Regions from separate parts of the Sus scrofa genome. Here all the other regions are linked to region 3. A link is a contact called in public Hi-C and promoter capture Hi-C data. All regions are on one chromosome and are shown on one strand. Each heading gives the region's core, a stretch centred on a gene start, on an enhancer-like site or on the middle of the called end of the contact. The rest is flanking DNA. Distances are from core to core; before and after follow the strand shown.

What was found. Promoter capture Hi-C pulls out the DNA fragments that hold promoters and counts their contacts. Hi-C and Micro-C count contacts between places; a contact is called where the count stands out from the background.
Region 1: a contact with region 3 is called in a promoter capture Hi-C map of liver, with 3 times the contacts expected there. The contact joins the promoter of YWHAE here to the promoter of INPP5K in region 3. A contact is called at or near these places in 1 of 5 promoter capture datasets (liver), 7 of 47 Hi-C or Micro-C datasets (embryonic fibroblasts, epiblast stem cells, heart right ventricle and 3 more) and 2 of 2 datasets of contacts at active chromatin or transcription factors (alveolar macrophages and skeletal muscle).
Region 2: a contact with region 3 is called in a Hi-C map of alveolar macrophages, with 3 times the contacts expected there. The contact joins the enhancer-like site here to the promoter of INPP5K in region 3. A contact is called at or near these places in 1 of 5 promoter capture datasets (liver), 19 of 47 Hi-C or Micro-C datasets (adipose tissue, alveolar macrophages, blood and 11 more) and 2 of 2 datasets of contacts at active chromatin or transcription factors (alveolar macrophages and skeletal muscle).

The regions. Positions count from the first base shown.
Region 1 is chr12:47,643,324-47,647,114 of Sscrofa11.1, reverse strand. It overlaps YWHAE (14-3-3 protein epsilon), which reads left to right and starts at 1,788. Exons shown (of 7, transcript XM_021067552.1): 1 at 1,788-2,002. The coding sequence starts at 1,939.
Region 2 is chr12:47,620,373-47,624,402 of Sscrofa11.1, reverse strand. The region is part of intron 1 of YWHAE (14-3-3 protein epsilon); the gene reads left to right. Among named protein-coding and RNA genes, the nearest start is that of YWHAE, 23 kb to the left of the region's middle. Within about 2 kb of position 1,637, at least 9 of the 83 cell types and tissues checked have an H3K27ac peak or open chromatin away from gene starts, as enhancers often do. A contact at or near this core is called in alveolar macrophages, where this site is marked.
Region 3 is chr12:47,736,283-47,740,490 of Sscrofa11.1, reverse strand. It overlaps INPP5K (inositol polyphosphate-5-phosphatase K), which reads left to right and starts at 2,145. Exons shown (of 12, transcript NM_001190292.1): 1 at 2,145-2,205; 2 at 4,023-4,130. The coding sequence starts at 2,159. PITPNA (phosphatidylinositol transfer protein alpha isoform) reads left to right here. Exons shown (of 13, transcript XR_001304419.2): 13 at 1-860.

The DNA.
Region 1 (3,791 bases), core at 539-3,038, 93 kb after region 3:
CAGTGGGTTAAGGATCCGGCGTTGCTGTGAGCTGTGGTGTAGGTTGCAGACACGGCTCGGATCCCGCGTTGCTGTGGCTCTGGCGTAGACCGGCGGCTACAGCTCCGTTTCAACCCCTAGCCTGGGAACCTCCATATGCCGAAGAAGCGGCCCAAGAAATGGCAAAAAGACAAAAAAATAAAAAAATAAAAAATAATCCATGAGTCAAAGAAATCACAAAGGGAAAAAAAAAATTAAAAAAAAACCTTCAATAGTCCAGCTCCTTTGCTGGCTCTCCTGCTTTGTCCTATCATCTAAAAGTAAGTATTCTCTAAGGTTTGTGTCTGTCCTCTTCTACCTCAATTGATCCTCTAGCTCCTTCCATTGCAGCGTCCCTACAGTTTGGAATGTTAGTCCCCCTTTTCCAATCCCATGGATATTACTCCTACTTGGGCATTCTTTTTTTTTTTTTTTTTTTTGCCATTTATCGGGCCGCTTCCAGCGGCATATGGAGATTCCCAGGCTAGGGGTCCAATCGGAGCTGTAGCTGCCGGCCTATGCCAGAGCCACAGCAACTCGGGATCCGAGCCGCGTCTGCGACCTACACCACAGATCACTCCAATGCCGGATCCTTAACCCACTGGGCAAGGTCAGGGATGGAACCCGAAACCTCATGGTTCCTAGTCGGATTCCTTAACCACTGAGCCACGACGGGAACTCCTACTTGGGCAGCCTTTGAGAACCTTATAACCAACTGTGATAAAAGGAACTCGTCTTTCTCCGCATTCCATCTGAAAATTTTCCTAGCATTCTTATTTTTTTTGTTAATGGTACCATTTAGTCTCTTAGTGACTAGGTAGGGAAGATAGAAGGTCAATTTAATCCCCCCCCCCCACATCTGATTAACTACAAACTCTTCGTAGTTTCTCTCTTAGCACTATCTCCATTTGTCCTTTCCTATTTTCATTGTGGTCATATTACCTTTTGCCTGTATTATTGTAATAGCCTGATCATTTATTCTGCTCTTTAATCACTGCTATACAATAATCTTTTTAGAGAATAACGATGGTGTCATCCACCATGAAAAATCATCAAAAAATAATTTCCTTGTGGCCACTGAATAAGGCGCAAACTTCCCAGCATGCCATCCAAGCTTCTTCATAACTTGGTTCCAACCTTTTAATACACATTTACCGCAGACACTACCAAACAGCTTATATTCTAATTACCTGAACTTCAGTCTTGCAACACATACTGTACGAATACAAGATGTTAGGAATCCACTGGGAAGCCAAACATCAGGTCGTTTCCCTTTCCTGCCTCCTGATCGCAATGTGATCTTGCTCCTACTCTCCTGCACCTTAGGTGCTCCAGACCAGGATCCCCTAACAACTTCCCTGTACCGATCCATGGTGGGCCCAAGGGGAAAAAGAAGGCTTAAGGAGAAGTAAAGAAAGATTGCGAAGTAAGAAGCTGAAGTGTGAAGTCCTCGTTCCGCATTTGGCTACAGAAGAGCCCAACTCTTTACCCTGGGGTTAAAAGGGTCTGAGTAAGATCCAGGACTGCCTTTACCATTACCAAAATCGTTACTGCCGCTAGTTTCTCTGCCCGTAGTCCAGCTCTTTCGTTCACTCTCTCGCCTGGCTTCCCTCACTTCCTTGGGGAGCTTTCCCACTATGCAGTCGCAGTTCCCGCTTCCAACCGCCCCTAAGCCCACGGAGGAGGGGCGTCTAGTAGGTTCCAGCCTCTTCGGGCGCTGAGCTCCCAGACCCGCCCCCCCGCGCCAGTTGCCAGGGAGCGGTTGCCATAGAGCTGAGCAGTTGTCCGCGTGCGCAGGCGGAAGTCCCGGATTGAGGCGCCGCCATTTTTGCTGCCCGGTCGCGGAGCGAGAGGCTGAGAGAGTCGGAGACGCTATCCGCTTCCATCCGTCGCGCAGACCCTGCCGGAGCCGCTGCCGCAATGGATGATCGGGAGGATCTGGTGTACCAGGCGAAGCTGGCCGAGCAGGCTGAGCGATATGACGGTGAGTTGGGGGGGGAACGGGGGGCTGGAATTCTAGGACCCTCTGCCGCCGCCCACAGAGACCAGGACCAGGAGACAAAATGGCGGCATCGTCTCCTAGCCTGGCCCGGGGAGGTGGATTTGGGAAGCAGGCAATGGCCTGTAGGCTTTCAGAGCCGCAGGAGGCTCCAGACTCAGGATTTTGACTCCTTCGGCGTTCTCAGCTGCAGACACTCGGGAGCCAGGAGGCCGGGGCGTTAGGGTGGAGGAGTTGGTTGTAAAATGGCGGCTGGGGGGGAGGGCGAGTCCCGGGGCGGGGGAGGGGGAGGAGATGGCGGGTGCTGTCTCCCAGCGAGCAATCCCCAGGGGAGCCTCGGGGCAGTTCTTGGGACGTGGTGAACAATTGGGTGGCGTGACGAGGGAAGAAACACCCGCCACATGGGGGAGAGTGGCGACCGGGAGCGCGGGCGCCTTTCAGGGAAATATGGCGGGTGGGGGCGGTGGCTTTTCCCCAGAGGCCCAATGTGGGGCGGCGGCTGTGTAGTCTCACAAAGGAGAACCCTTGCGAGCGGAGGGCTCCTTTGGGTTTGGGGTGGGGGGCAGTCTCGGATGAGGGTGGGGAGAGCGAGGGGAGAGTGGGAATCACTGCAGTTCATCCTTGGGCGGAGGCCAGCCGAGATGCTACGTTCGGATTTCCTTCCCGTAGACCAGCACACCTTGTAGTGGGGTTTTTTAGGCTTTCCGTTCAACCTCGCCTTGTTCTGGGGAGGTCTAGAAAAATCTCTCTCACGCTCCCTTTCCTCAAACTTAACCTGCAGAGTTCGAAGTTCCTGGTAATCATTTTCTGGCTTCATAAGCTGTGGGTTCTGGTGGATAGATAGAACATTGAACAGGAAACAAGGAGATGATGAATTTTAGTTCCTCTCCTATTCCCGTGCCTCAATCTATCAGTATTTAAAAATGACGACTTTCCTGTTTACACGCGGCATTACGACAAATGGAAAGACCTGTTGGAAAATCAAGTTTTTTCAAATAACGTTTAGTAACTGTATTTTAGTTGCCTTCCTTGGCTTGGAATGCGTGATCGTACTTAACCTATCCCAAAGCACTCAGCAGAGATTTGGGTTTTTGAATTAAGACCGTAAGGAATCCCAGTAGATCTTATTTTCTTTTCTCCGTTTTAAGTAAATGGTTTCATGCACAGATTTGAGCAGTTCTTTGTTCCTTGCTCCTTTTCCCCTAAAGGCTCTGTAGTCATTTTTCAGAACTTCTTCGAAATGGCCACTGTGTCTTTTTAGTCGGTTCTAGGCTGCTTTTTTTATTGCCCCTCTCGTTGTGGGTCTCCTGCCCCCGCCCATTTTGGATCTAGGTATGTGAATTACTCCCACATCTTTTAAACTGGCATTATCATAACAAAAAATCCTATGTATGTTTTTTGTGGTTTTTATACTTTTGTGGCGTAAGACGGGGTTGGAATCAAGTGTCAATGAATAGATTTTTCTTCATGAAGCCACTTTTTTCCCCAAAATGTCGTGTGGAGACCTTGCTTTCCTTGAATGCCTGTTTGGTCATGTGAATAGTCTCAGGGCTGGTCCTGGCGTATCTTCATTAGGAGTCAGGAATTTGAAAATTACTAGAAAAGACCTCGAACTCAAATTTAGGAAGGTTACTACTTCTATTTTGTAAATCCTTCAATTGCTATTTGTATTGAACAAGATTCCTGTGGAAAGGGGGAGGGGAAAAGATGGGGAAGTACAGCTCAAGGTCAGTTTTGTCTTTATTTCACTGTTGAAAAGCGAACTAATGTAGGT
Region 2 (4,030 bases), core at 388-2,887, 120 kb after region 3:
TGCCATTTCTTGGGCCGCTCCTGCGACATATGGAGGTTCCCAGGCTAGGGGTCCAATCAGAGCTGTAGCCGCCGGCCTACACCAGAGCCACAGCAATGCAGGATCCGAACTGCGCCTGCGACCTACACCACAGCTCACAGATGCCGGATCTTTAACCCACTGAGCAAGGCCAGGGAGCGAACCTGAAACCTCATGGTTCCTAGCCGGATTCGTTAACCACTGAGCCACGACGGGAACTCCTAGTTTCCTTTTATAAAATGGGGATAATGCTGTTATTTATTACAAAGGTCTGTTTGGATTTACTGCATTAATACATGCAAAGCATTTGGAACAATGCCTGCCTTGAGGTGTTTTTATTTGTGAATTTATTGAATGAATGTGTAAGTACTTAAAAGAGCAAAACCAAGAACCAAAGCCAAATTAAAGTTTGATTCCTGGCAGGATAGTCCACAACAAATAAAGGCAAGCTAGTTTAATGTAATTGGATGTCTAACCTGGGCCATTATAACTCAATGAAGAGAAAATGACCTGGAATGAAACAGCTGAGTATTGGGTTAAGATATTCTTTGAGTTGTGAGGATTATATTTTCGGAGTTTCTTTCTTTCTTTTTTTATAGTTGATTTACAGTGTTCTGTCAATTTCTGCTGTACAGCAGAGCGACCCAATTATACATATATATACATTCTTTTTTTCACGTTATTCTCCATCATGTTTTATCACAAGTGATTATATAGTTTCCTGTTGTTTCAGAGTTCCTATTGCAGTAGTGATACTTATTCCATCAGCTCTCCATTGTCCCCGGACTAGTGAGAGTCCCTGAAATGATATGTTATTGCTTTAAACTTCATGTACTCAGCTGCATCCCCAAGTAGTGATTTGGCCATGAATTGCACTATTCTGATTCATAAATTGTGATCATATCTGCTGCAGAGAGATTTGACAACCTTCTCCTATCCAAGAAATGCTGAGATCACATTGATAAAATAGTTGCTGGAAGGATGGTTTCATGAAATTCTAGTTGTGTTTGAGAAATTTATGTGGATATAGCTGCTGTTAATCCTCTGCTGATGGAAATTATGAGTGTGGCTGGTCTAGAGTTTGGGGTAAATTAGGGTTTTCACATGGTTTGGGGTATGTTACAGTTACGATTGTGTTTCTGTTGCTGGTGTTAAAAGGATAAAGGTGACATTAATGTTATGAGAATTTCATATGGTCGTAATTTGTACAAATTGGTACAGAGCACTGATTGTACAACTTTTCGGGATAGTATCACATTCTTTCCTCTTTTGATTTATACTACTACTGTTCCTTAATCTGGTTCCTTTAGGAATGGGGAAATTCCTTAAGATAAAGACTTAAGAGAAGTAGTTGGGGTTTTAAAAGTAACTACCACAATTCATTAATAAAAAGGAGCAAATAACTCAAAAGTTGGCAAAACATCTGAATAGATACTTTCAGAAGAATATACCCAAGTGGCCAGTTAGCACATGAAAAGATGCTCAGCATCATTAGTCATCAAGGAAATGCAAATTAAAATGATGAGATAACAGAAGTTCTCAATGTGGTGCAGTGGGTTAAGGATCTGGCATTGTGTCTCCAGTGACCCAGGTTTGATCCCTAGCCCAATGCAGTGGGTTGAGGATCTGGTGTTGACACAGCCGTTATGGTAGGTCACATCATGAGATGCCACTCCACACCCATTCGGATGACTATTTAAAAAAAAAAAAAAAAAAGGAAGGGGTTCCTGTTGCGCTCAGTGGTAACAAGCTGACTAGTATCCATGAGGTTTTGGGTTTGATCCCTGACCCTGTTGAGTGGGTTAAGGATCTGGTGTTGCTGTCAACTGTGGTATAGGTTGCAGATGCGGCTTGGACCCCATGTTGCCATGGCTGTGATAGAGGCCAGCAGCTGCAGCTCTGATTCAACCCCTAGCTTGGAACTTCCATAGACCTCAGGTGTGGCCCTAAAAAGCAATAAAAATAAGAAGAAAGAACAAGTTCCCTGGCCCAGTGCGCATTAGGGATCTGGTACAGGTTTGTTCCTTGGCCCAGGAACTTGCATATGCATGTTGCAGACTAGGCCAGGGTAGGGGAGGAGGAAAAGAAACGACTGATGGTGAGAGTATGGAGAAATTAGAGTCCTCTGTTGCTGGCGAGAATATAAACATGTGAAAAAGTTTAGCAGTTCCTTCCTCAAAAAATTATAAGATCCTGTAGTTCCACTACATAAGTGCATATGTCCATTAACTGAGGAGTAGATAAGTAAAATGTGTGTGTGTATACAGAGAAAGTGAAGTATTTAGATGCTGCACAATGGCTGAATCTTTAAACATGCTAAATGAAAGAAGCTAGAAACAAAAACACGTACCATATAGTTCTCTCTCTCTCTCTCCCCCCTCCCCCTCTCTCCCTCGCGCTCTCTCGCTCTCTCGCTCTCTCCCTCTCTCGCCCTCTCGCCCTCTCTCGCTCGCGCTCTCGCGCTCTCTTGCGCTCTCTTGCGCTCTCTCGCGCTCTCTCGCGCTCTCTCGCTCTCTCGCTCTCTCGCTCTCTCTCGCTCTCTCTCGCTCTCTCGGCTGGCCTCATCTTTGACCTCTACCACAGCTCATGGATCCTTAACCCACAGAGGTGGGGCTTAGTTTCATTGCTTTGCTGCAGTCCTTAGTTGCATGATTGAACCTGCAACCTCATGGTTCCTAGTCAGATTCGTTTACCACTGAGCCACGGTGGGAACTCCCTATAGTTCTCTGTATATGAGTATTCAGAATAGGTAAAGTCCATAGAGATGGAAAGTAAATTGGTGGTGGTCTAGGGCTGGGGGATTTGGTAGTAAATGGGGAATGACTGCTAATGGGTCATTTTCTTTTTTTAACGATGAAAAATGTGCTAAAATTGATTATGGTAATGGTTGCACAATCCTGTGAATATACCAAAAACCATTGAATTGGGTTATATGGTATGTGAATTGTATATCAATTAAGCTGTTATTTAAAAACAAATAAATGCTGCTTTTGTAGTTGTACCATGGTCTTTTATGCATTGTTTTGTGGATTTTTCAAGGGAATTACATACTTACTTGAACCTGGGATAGTAGAATATCATTTGAGTATTTGAAATGTACTTCTGTCTTTCTCCTCCCCTCCTCCTGAGCCCACCTGTGCTTTTCTCCACAGGAATCTTCTCTCTTAATACTTTATCTCATTACTGTATATAGTAGTGTATGTATTTACTATGTATATATATATATTTCTCCCTTCACATTATAAAAACTTTAAATGTTAATTGTTAAAACTTTCTAGGAGTTCCCATGTGGCTCAGTGGGTTAAATATCCGGTGTTGTCATTGCTGTGGGGTGGGTTTGATCCCTGGCTCAGCAACTTCGGCGGCTACCAAAAAAAAAAAAACCTAATGCATAGACAGGTAAAGAAAATCTCAGTCATCTGGAATAGTACAGAGAGAAAGATACACCATTGTTAAATTTTTAGTGTTATTATATATTTGGGTTTGGGTTTTGTTTTTCCATATATAAATGTTAAACTTTCTAGCTTTGAAGAATTATGGTCTTTTGTGTAGCTATGCTATTTTTTTATTTTTATCTTTTGCTTTTTAGGGTTGCATCCACAGCATATGGAGGTTCCCAGGCTAGGGGTTGAATCGGAGCTACAGCTGCCAGCCTAAACCACAGCCAGAGCAATGCCAGATGTGAGCCTTGTCTGCAACCTACACCACAGTTCACAGCAACGCTGGATCCTTAACCCATTGAGCAAGGGATCCTCCTGGATGCTAGTGAGATTCATTTCCGCTGAGCCATGCCGGGATGGATGTTTCAAATGAATGCTCTCAGGCTTCCCACAAATGAATCAGTGGTCTTATTACCATATCCCTTATTATATTTTTTAAAATGATTTTTGTTTTTTCCATTATAGCTGGTTTACAGTGTTCTATCAATTTTTCTACTGTACAGCAAGGTGACCCAGTCACACATACATGTATACATTTTTTTCTCACATTATCATGCTCCATCATAGGTGAC
Region 3 (4,208 bases), core at 896-3,395:
CCTACAAGCTCTGTATTAGCTATAATTATATTTGTGCTTAAAGCTTTCCCTTCTTCATTCATCAACTAAGCGAAGTCCAGCCGTGGGTTATCCTGGGAGAAACAGTGATATTCTAGGCAGACTCTTGTTGATGTGGCTTGAGGGGCAGCAGATGCTTGTCTCCTTTCAGCTCTTCTCTGAGATCCATGCGTATCACTCCAGCTCTGGGGTGTCTCGCTCTTTTCTCTGGTTCCTTCCTCCTCCACCTGCTGTCCCAGTTCAAAAGCATCTGCATGAACTGAACCAGAATTTCCAAAGGTCCGCTGGATCTGGGGCTCCAGCCCACATAAACTTGAGAAGGGATGTCCCTGGTTTGTTCCATCCCTACGGACAGTGTTGCTGCTGGGCAATGGTGTTGGCTTCTTTTAAGTACCTTCCTTCCCTCCTTTCCACCCCTCAAACTGACTAGCACTCCGAGAGGCACATGACACAAGGCTCAGCTCCACTGGTGGCAACTGAGGATGTGCCATGCCCCTTCAGACCAGCAGCTTCCATTAGAGTTCCAGGGCCAGTAGTCCCAGTTGGAGGCAGCAGTGCCTCTGTAGGAGGGGTGCTGGACTCTGGCCTTCTCATGGAGAGCGGTTGGAGACAGGGTCAGTATTGTGGGCACATGTATACCTTCCCAAATTCTCTTAAAGTCCCTGCTGGGACTCCCTGACTTATTTTAGTTGGTTCCTAGTGCTACTTCTTTTACAAAATACACTTTGTAGAACTGATTAGATTACCTTGTTTATTTCATGTGAGTTTGTGCCTTTTTGTCTCAATCTTCCAATACAGATATATTGGGGGAAAAAAGCAGTCTAATAAAATCCTAGACAGAGCTTTCTGGAGTCCAGCTTATTGGTGATGTCCTTCTGTCCATTTTACAATTTAGATATTCTCCAACTCTGGCTGACATCCCCCATTTTACCAAGGAAGGACTAGAAAAGGTACAGGATATCTCCGAAAAGTTGTGCAGGTCTATTTCCGTAAATTAAAACATCCCCTTATTTTATTTATGCAGATATCCCATATCTGAATGTAACTTGACCATTTTCTGCTGGCAATATTTCCTTTTCGCTTTTGTCTTCCCTCTTCACATTCCGCCCCTTTCCCATCCTACCAAGCAAAACATTTATTTAAGAGAGCCCTTACCCTGGCTTTTGGGCCTGGGAATCTCATGAAGCTTGTCTGTAAAAGTGTGCATGTTTCTGGGGAAAGTCACACCAGGTCACACCAGTCACACCAGGCTCTCACCAGGTCTTCAAAGGAATCCCATGCACTGTCCCACCCCTCCGTCTCCCAAATGTTAAGAACCAGTGATTTGAAGGAAATCATAGTTAATCTTTGGCACAGTAAATATTCACGTTTGGTCGTAAAACAGAGGCAGCGACTTAGTTTTCATTCAGTGATGGGTAACTTTCGGAGTTCAGGAGCCCCTAAACGTCCAATGTGTAATAGTTTGCATGAGTCTGAAAAGCTGGAAACACTTGAACATGGGAGTGGAGAATGGAGGCGCTCAGTGATCAAGAGGAGAGATGACCTGTAACGGGGGCGGGGGGGTGGGGGACTGGATTATATAGGCCGACAACGGCTGGGTTGCGCCCCTTCGCCCCTCTGGGCATTGAGAACCTGGACGGAGCGATGAGGACCGAGGCCCCAGACCACGTTCAGTAACAGTGAGCCTGGGCACGCAGGAGAGCTTCGCTTGGGCGTGGCAGCGACTTCCGCCGGAAGACGACTCCTCCCGGCCGGCCTTACGCGAGGCACCCTGGGAGCCGCGGGGGCGGTGTCTGGATCGCCGCCCCGCCCCCGCCGGGCGGGGCAGTGTTGCGTCGGGTTCTGATGACAGGAGGACACGCCCCTTGCGTTCCCGCGTCCCCTTGGCCCCTTTCCCCTCCGCCTTTCACCGTTTCGCGCTCGTTGGAGAGTCCCGCCTCTTCCCCCGGGCCGCGCCACCCAGAGCCTTCCGTGCGCCTAGGCCCCGCCTCTTACGGAAGCCGAGGCGGAGGGTCGGAATCCGGAAGAAAAACAATCGAGCGAGTGAGCTGACCGGCACCTGCTACCCGATCGGGACAGATCAAGCCAGGATCCGCTGAGGCTGGGAGACGCGAACCAGCCGGGGCACCGCGTGGGAACGATGGCTGCCACGAACCCCCAGACCGAACCGAGAAGCAGGACGCTCAGGTGAGGAAGGCGGCTACAGGCAGGCCCGCCTGCTCCGGGCGGAATCACTGCCTCCGACTCAGTTGGGGCTGCGGATCTGGGGCAGAACCAGACTGGGAGAGAAGGGGCCAGACCTACAGGGCTGCTTCTAATTCAGAGGCCTCCCACATTCTCCCAGGTCGGTACGAGAGGGCTATGTTGGGCTTGAACCTCGCGCCCCCTCCAAACTTAGGCTGCTAAGCTCGTTCCCTCTTGGGGGCTCCAAGTAGGTGTTCCAGTTGGCTTCTTGAGGAGGCAGCAGTGTTGAGCTGTTTGAAGTTAAAAACATAACAAAGCATTCACTCCTTAGCTTTGGAGTAGAAATCTTATTCTTTGGATCAGCACATACATCATGGGGTCTGCCTGATCCCGTTGTGACCTCCTGAAATCCGAAATCAGATTTGGATAACATCCTTTAGTGAAGTGATAATAGCCTGGTCCCATGCTTGCTCTTTAACGAGGAACAACGCTAATCACCAGCTCAGAGCCGGTCACGATGCAAGGATTTGCTGCTAATCGTCCTTCGTAAAAGTGGGAACCAAAAATCCCGGCTTTGGCTCTCCATGCACTTAGAGCAGGCCCCTGGAAGAACAAGGAGCCTTGCAGTGAAAGGGCTGCCTTCCTTCCTCCTCCGTTGGACAGCAGGGGGAGATCGTAAACAATCGAAGCACAGAATCTCTGGCCGAGGGCCTGGGAAGGTGGTTTTTGTATTGTTTTGTTGATGTTCGTAGGGAGGGGCAGGAAGTTGCTGTACGCTGGCCAAGAATTTCTTGCAGTTGTGCTTTTTAGAACATGGACCTCGAAGAACAGCGTCTGGTGGGGAAGAGATGTTAGGGACATTCTGTCCTTCTCTCCCACCCCCCACGATGGGTCGACTGCTGTTAGAGATTCGCCTCCTTGTGATGTGCCTAGGAGTCACCTGAGGCTTGGTGGCTCTAATTGGTCTCTGCAGGGTTCGTAGCCCCTGCCTGCCCTGTACTCCACACAGTCTGGAGGCTTCCTGGGAGCGCTGCTTTAACTCTTCAAATGAAGAGATTTGCGAGTCTGTCCTTCCCCGGAGCCTCAGATGGGATCCAGTGTTATTGAGAGCTTCTGATTCGATGTGTTGCTTCCCAAGTGTTTGTATGAACATGGAAAATGTTATCCAGCTGATGACGTTTCCCAAAAGAGGCTAGACTCTTGAGATGTTGAGAAACTTGTTATTTGGAATCTTCTTAGGCTCTCTGAGATGCTTGGCAGAATTGGTTATGCTCCAGGAAGGAGTGGGAAGGAAATGTGGTGTCTTTATCTCTGTTATTTTTGAAATTCCTCTGTCTTGTAGTCCTAAGCCATCTCACAAGGTGAAAATTGAAACCTCCAGAATCTCTCTGGTGGTGGACGGAACCCATGGATTGAAGGGTGGGGAGCTGGAAGTTGACTGACCCATAGATGACTGCTGAGGTGTGAAGGGCTGGTGGAATTAATAAATCTCTGGACTCTCCACCCCATCGCCACCCCTTCCCTCGCCTGACTTTTGGGCCACGCTGGTAGCTCTCCTAGTGTGCTGGCAGCTCTGCACTGGCGTTGCCAGGCACAGGCAGCCATGGGCCTACACAGAGGAGCCAATCCAGGGTGGGAATTTCCTGCTTCAGGGGATAGAGGTGAAGGGGCCCTGTGCCCTCCTCCAGATGCAGAAACATGCGTTTCCCATTCTGACTCCGCCGACTGTGGGATTGTGGTGCAGCCCTTCGCCCACCCAGCCCCCGGTCTGGTACCTGGACGACATCTCATCCTCCTTCCTCCGTGGCTTCCCTTCTCAGCATACATGTCGTGACGTGGAACGTGGCCTCTGCAGCACCCCCTCCAGACCTCAGTGATCTGCTCCAGCTGCACACCCCGAACCTGAATCTGGACGTGTATGTCATTGGGTAGGTGTCTGCAGGGCCCGTCCGCCACCCCTGTGTCTGAGCTCAGGTAAGCCCGACCGGTCCCAAGTTGTCCCCGTG